Regions from separate parts of the Astyanax mexicanus genome. Here region 1 is linked to region 2. The links are chromatin contacts, called in public Hi-C maps. All regions are on one chromosome and are shown on one strand. Each heading gives the region's core, a stretch centred on a gene start, on an enhancer-like site or on the middle of the called end of the contact. The rest is flanking DNA. Distances are from core to core; before and after follow the strand shown.

The links. A called contact is a pair of places that touch in the nucleus more often than the background predicts.
Region 1: a Hi-C map of muscle shows a contact between it and region 2, with 3 times the contacts expected there. The contact joins the promoter of LOC103044415 here to the enhancer-like site in region 2. A contact is called at or near these places in 2 of 3 Hi-C or Micro-C datasets (both in muscle).

What each region holds. Positions count from the first base shown.
Region 1 is chr17:20,989,045-20,992,339 of AstMex3_surface, forward strand. LOC103044415 (glucocorticoid receptor) reads right to left here and starts at 1,435. Exons shown (of 9, transcript XM_022676219.2): 1 at 1-1,435.
Region 2 is chr17:20,936,198-20,939,582 of AstMex3_surface, forward strand. The region is part of intron 2 of LOC103044415 (glucocorticoid receptor); the gene reads right to left. Among protein-coding and RNA genes, the nearest start is that of LOC103044415, 53 kb to the right of the region's middle. Within about 2 kb of position 1,659, the one cell type or tissue checked has an H3K27ac peak away from gene starts, as active enhancers do.

The sequences.
Region 1 (3,295 bases), core at 185-2,684, 53 kb after region 2:
CGTTTTTTTTAATAATGAATCTGTTACAACCTGGACTCAGTCATTACAGAAAAAAGTGTAAATTTAAATTATTAATAATAAAAAAAATGCAATAGTTAGTATTTAAAATATAATAAGCAATACAAAAGCAGTTTGTAATGATCTCTCATTGCCGTAACTTTAAATTTATACAGTGATTTATGCTATCCAAATATACTAAAGCTAACCACATCTACTGTGATTCCACTAGGAACATGCTCTAATATAGTACTTCTTTTGCATTTTTACAGTTGTACTGTACTACTAGGGTAGCGCGGTTTGACAAGGTAGCATAACTCGACAGAACACCCCGGCTTACATTACATTACTCCTGTTTCTAACCCGCAAGAAATACTGACTGACTTGATGCTCTTGCTGCTCAACACTAGCAAGGTTAACTAGTTAGCTAACCTAGATATATCACTTAGAAGGCAGTGTAGTGATTAAGATTCGTGTATCCGAATCAAAAGGGGATAAAATACGCAGGTCCTGACGCTGGCAGTCTATAAACAGTTCACTGCTGTTTAATTGTGTATGTTTGGCTGTTGAGTGTTTTCATTAGCTTTTAGCTAGCATTTAAACACATTAAACCAGAAGGCTAGTGTTAAATTACTGGTTAAACTTCGCTTCAGACAAGCTTGGGTGCCTTCCTGCCTCAGAATGCTCACTAACTAGGCAGCACATCTGACGTTTCAGACACACCCCGCATTAGCTCGGTGTCAACGACGCGCGTTTAGAAAAAAAAGCTAGCTAGCTAAACTAACTAGTTAGCATAGCCAGTTAACGTTAACTTCGCTAGCTAGCTAACTAGGCGAAAGCTAGTTAACGCGAGTTAACCTAGCTAACTAACGTAAGTTAACGTAACCAACGTTAAAAGCTGCCGCAGCCAGAGGAGCCTGAACTTTTCCCTCCCTCCACTTTACCCAAAAATGCCACCAAAAACCGGACGAACGTGATAAATATCGTTCTAATGTCGTCTTAACATAAAAAAAAAGTTGTGACAAGGGCGCGTGTGTCCTTTAAAACAGCAGCTAGCCTCCAGCACGGTTGGTTTTTAGATGGCGCAGTAGCTAGTTAACTAATCTAACCTAGCGTTACAGTCCGCAGATAAAGCCCGGGGCGAAGGGCACATTCACACCGACAGGAGCTCAGATAAATAAGAAAACCCGAGAGCGCTTCTCTTCTTCTTCAGGTGACTTCTCCTGTCTTCTTCAGCCCTCTTTCAAACACTATTAAGCTCTAATATCACCCAGCGTGGCGCAGCATAGCGCAGTGCCCTCGGGATACCCGCTACATTCTTCATTAAAGAAAGTACAAATAGAAGCAAAGTAATGCGGGAGGATTTAAACTGATAGGAACGAAAAGGCATTACCTAACATAACCTAACTAACTTGACTAACTCACTTACCGAGAGAGGGACGCGCATGCGCAGAGCGACACCCAGCACTTCGCTGCCCGCAAAGGGTGACAGGATTAAGACAGTAGAACGAAAAATGGCATAAATATAAATTAATAAATGCACATAAAAATGAATAGATAAATAAATACACGCATTAATAATTGTATAAATAAATAAATAAGTACATTTTGTCATGAAAAAGTACACACTTAAAATTCTATTTCCATATTTTCATGTATGGACCTTGTTTATTTATATATTTATTGATTGATGTATTTCTGCATTTGTTTATTTATATATTTATTTATTGATTTATGTGTTTCTGCATGTATTTGCATAATTATTTATTAATGTATTTCTACATTTATTTATTTCCACATTTCTTCATGTATTTATTTATTTCTGCATCTGTATGGTAATTAGGAAGGCGGTCCTATCCTCGCTTTAAAGCAGGAATGTGAATCAAACAGAGGCAACCAGATTCTAACATACAAATGCAGGCATACAGAAATAAATATATGAAGAAATGTGGAAATAAATAACTAAATGTAGAAATGTTGAAATACGTAAATGAATAATTAAATAAATGTTAAAATAAGTAATTGACTAAATAAATAAATAAACACATGTAGAAATGTTGAAATAAATAATTAAATAAATAAATCAATGTAAAAATGTTGAAATAAATAATTAAATAATTAAATGCAGATATATAAAATAAATAAATAAATGTAGAAATACATCAATCAATAAATATATGAATATATGAAATCTATTTATTTATTTATTTATCTTTCCAATTATTTATGCATGTATTTATTTAGCTATTTATTTATATATTTATTTATTCATAAATAAATTTATATGTGAATTTATTTATTTATACTTGTCATGTCATTTTTCGTCCTCCATAGTAAGCGTCGGTAGTATATATGTTTTTATGTATATAAAAGAAGATTAAAGTATGTTTTACATTTAAACGTTTTTATATATATTAAAAAAATATATTTTAATTTTTTTTATTTAATCTTATTTCCATGAGGTTCACTTCATATGGGTTCATAAATATGTTATTGTACTTAAAAGTAGTTAAAAGTAGTAGTTATAGGTAGTTATAGGTACATATATATATATATATATATATGTGTATATATATATATATGTATATATATATATATACATATATATATATATACATATATATATATATATGTATATATATATATATATATATATATATATATATATATATATATATATATATATATATATATATATATATACATATATATATATATATATATATATATATATATATATATATATATATATATTTCTTGGCCTGCCCCATCACCAAATTTATCACCAATTGAACCTTGATGGGACCACCTGGGATGCCGTCGTGTGAGTGTACAGGATCTACAGGCTCAGCTGAAACAGCTGTGAGCGAATGTACCTTTAATCACCTATAGACTGATTCACTCAATCAATTCCACCGTTTGCCCAGAGGCAAGAAAAGGACTGCACTGTTAGCCACAGCTGGAAGAGGCACTGTTTTTCCGTTCAGAAGATGGAGACAGAGTTGGGGAGTGAAGAGACGGGTAGACGCACCCTCCCATGCCAACAAGCTCATTATGGTCTGGCGGGTGTGGAGTGGGCATGTGCATGGTTAATTAAGCCGAAGGAGCACAGCAAGATAGAGTCTGACTGGTCTCTATGGGCCGACCTGAAGGAATCGCTCTGTTCTCTAGCCTGGCAAAGCAGCAACATGGAACACAGCTTGTTGTTGTGTTATAACTATTAGAGATTATCACAGAGAAAATGGGATATGTGATAAGGCTGTTGGATATTCGTATATGTGTGTAAAATGTGATAAAT
Region 2 (3,385 bases), core at 409-2,908:
TTTCGATTATATATATCACAATAATAAACAATGCAGAACCCATGATGTCACCAGCCCCGCCCCCACATACACGCTGTCTAGCGTCAGAGATCCGGACCTACCGAGTGCTTAAGAGTCAGCCCGAGCACTGGAAAAGGCCAGCAAAAGGAAATAAAAACAGCGAAACAACAATAATTGACCCTTTAATCTGCCATTTAAATGGCTTTTAACATGTAAATAAGAGTTTTTTCTTGGATTAAAAGCATTAATTTGGCTTTAACTGGAAATGTCCGCACAAAACTATGCTGGACGGAGTTCCACAGCTTTCTGTCTGCTGCTGTGTTTACAAGGCCATGTAGGCCATGTGGTTACCTCGTGTTTACGCCCACCCCAGTATTTTTTCAGTACCGCCGTGTTCCGAAAGGTAAAAAAAAAAATTATGCTTATTTTCAATGGTTTGCATGAAACGCAAATAAATGTGCCATACGCAGAGAGCATGCACATCAAGGTAAAAAAAAAAACATGTCAACAAGTGTGCACAAGTGTGTACAGAAATGCAGACAGCACACACAGAGGGTTTAACATGTCAAAGTGTTCTAAAGTCTGGCTCTACTTCTAATGATTCATCCACATCACTGTCGACACACCATCACTGTGCTGAAGACCGCTTAGGGTCAACCTGTACATACTTATATGGAATATAGTATATTTTTTGGAAATAAAATCTGCATTGTTTTACATCTGCACTTGTCTCTGTTGTGCCGGGCCATCCTGACAGTATTGGAAATTTTAAAACAGTACCCAACCCTGATTAACCCCGAACGATGACTTTGGCCATGTCCCAAGGAAGCTAAAAACAATGTTTTGATCTTGTTAAATGTATGAATATGTAAGCATCTCTTATAAGATTTTTAGTTTAAGTGTGTGTGTCTGTTATTAAACTGTTTAATGCCTTAAGCCTAAAGTTTACATATCAATCATATTTTAATTGATTACATTACAGCATCACATTTAAAAAAATATCACTGTACAAATACTTACTGACCTGACTGCAACATGTACTGCAGAAGGTGTCAGTAAAAGCCTCTACAGACAGTTTATTACAGCAGTCAACATGATGCAGTGAAGCCACTTAAAGCAAAGCATGATGGACAGCTGTGCAGTCCCATTTTGGCGTTCAATACGCAATTCAATCTGAGCCAAACAGCCACTCCAATGTTCCTTTGTGGCTAGTACAGTACCAGACACACACATACACGCAGTCATGTGATGTGTACTGTTTAGCTCGCCGTCTATCATTGGGCTGACAGGATAATATTTAAAGCAGAGAAAGATAAAGATTTCCGTGTCACGGTTCTAATCCCCACCCGAATGTCTGAAATACCACAACGCAGGCAGATAATGCTTTCAGGAAGAGGATATTCTAACACCCGAGCGTCGCCGCGGCTCTTGTTAGGAAAGACTATGTTTATGTTCGACACAAACCCCAAGGTAGCTCCAACACGTCTGACCTGAACTCAGGTCACAGGCAGTCTGGCCTGGTCTGGAATGGAAAGATGACACCATTTATGAAAGAGGACGGCAAGCTGGACGCTGGCAGAAAGCCATGCCAGATTCGCTTTAGTAACTATGCCTGGAATTTGGGCCAAGCTCGCGGCAATGCAAATCATTTCACCCACCCCCCGCGCCGCCCTGCGGCCCGCTCTGACTTTCAAACGTCTTTGAATGGCGAGAACACATCTTTGCTATTATGTCCAACATCATGACTGTAGAACTGACTTAGAAACAGAATAGAAGAAATTGTTGCTAAATCAAGTACAGCATGTCTTTCACAGGAAATGTCAGATAATATTAGCGCAGGGTATGGCTCATGCTAACTTTAGGTGCTGTATTTCTTGAGCGCCCATCATAATCACACAGCTAACAGAGAAGTGAAGTGAGGAGACACAGAGGGGCAGAGGGGTCAAGTTAAAGAATGCTATTTTGGACAAAAGTAAATGTTTATCTAGGGATGTCTACTGTATTGGACAGTGAGCAGTTTATAGCCTCAAACATTTACATAACCAAAATTCAAAATCAATCAATCAATCAATCAATCTACGATGCCAATTGTTTCCCTGGTCCTGTGAACCCTCCCTGTAAACCATGCAAGTACAAGTCTAAGTCTAATTTTCTTCTAAACAGCAGTACTGAAAAATAACTGAACTTTCAATTTATCCCACCTCTCTTATCCAAGCTCAGCAATAGCTACTTTGAGGAACCTCATACATTTTAAAAGCTGGTTTAAACTGTTTAAAGGAAAGTTACAACACATAGAATAAAAGAAGTACAGACAGTGAGAGGAGAGAGAAATAAGGAAGACAATGAGAGGAGAAAAGATAGAAAGATACATTACCCTTGTTTTAAGTTGAAAAGAACATTTGCAATGTAACACGTTTCCATTACTTTTTCATTACGTTTCCATGACAACACTAAAAATCAATTGATCAACTAAAAGGATGAAAAGATGTTAGTTTTTCTAAAAACATTTTTAAAACTATGCTGGCACATGATCTTCAATAATAAAATGTGTCAAATCCTAACTTGTAAGTAATTAAATGTGTTTAGAGAGCTATCGTATTTTTTGCACTAGAATCATATTATACCATATTATAAGGCACACTATAAATGAACGTCTGTTTTCTGGTCTAATTTTTTACGCAAGGCACATTGTGAGCAACAATAGTAAGGAACAAGGGTGTCGCCATGTTTCCCTTCTAATTCAGCAGGTCTCGCCACTGGGAAGTAAAAAAAAAAACATTTTTTTTTCAAGTCAATCGAGTGTTGGATGTTAATCTACACACATTTCTCTCCTGAAAACTGTTTAATTGGGTGAGTAAAGCGCTTCCGTTTATTTACAGTAAGCTTAGATTTCCCATAATTTAGAGCAGTTAGCAGCACTAGCCGTAGTTAGCAGCACTTAGCGCTAGTAAATGCCGCTCAACAGTGCTACTGTGGTTAGCAACTTTATTCAAACTACTTCATAACGCAGTACTTTAGCGAAGTGGCTTTACTGCTACATACAACCTTACTGCTAGAATTCATAGGCCTACCAGATTATTAGGCGCACGCATTTTTAAACATGTTTTAAGAGTTTAAAGTGTTTAGATGTGCTTTATAGTATAAGAAATACAGTAATAGTCATTTGTCCAGTTTTACATCTATGTACATTTTCTTTTTCCCTTCTATTTTTTATATTTCTTTATGTTCACAATGAAAATAGTGGTAAGATTCAAAGAAGCTATTTAGGTTTATTAATGTAACTAACTACCTTTTTAGGACCGTACGAACCCTGAACATACATCCCGTTCCACACTGATGCCACGAGCGCACGTTCATGCACGCAGATGCTTCATGACCCTGAGCA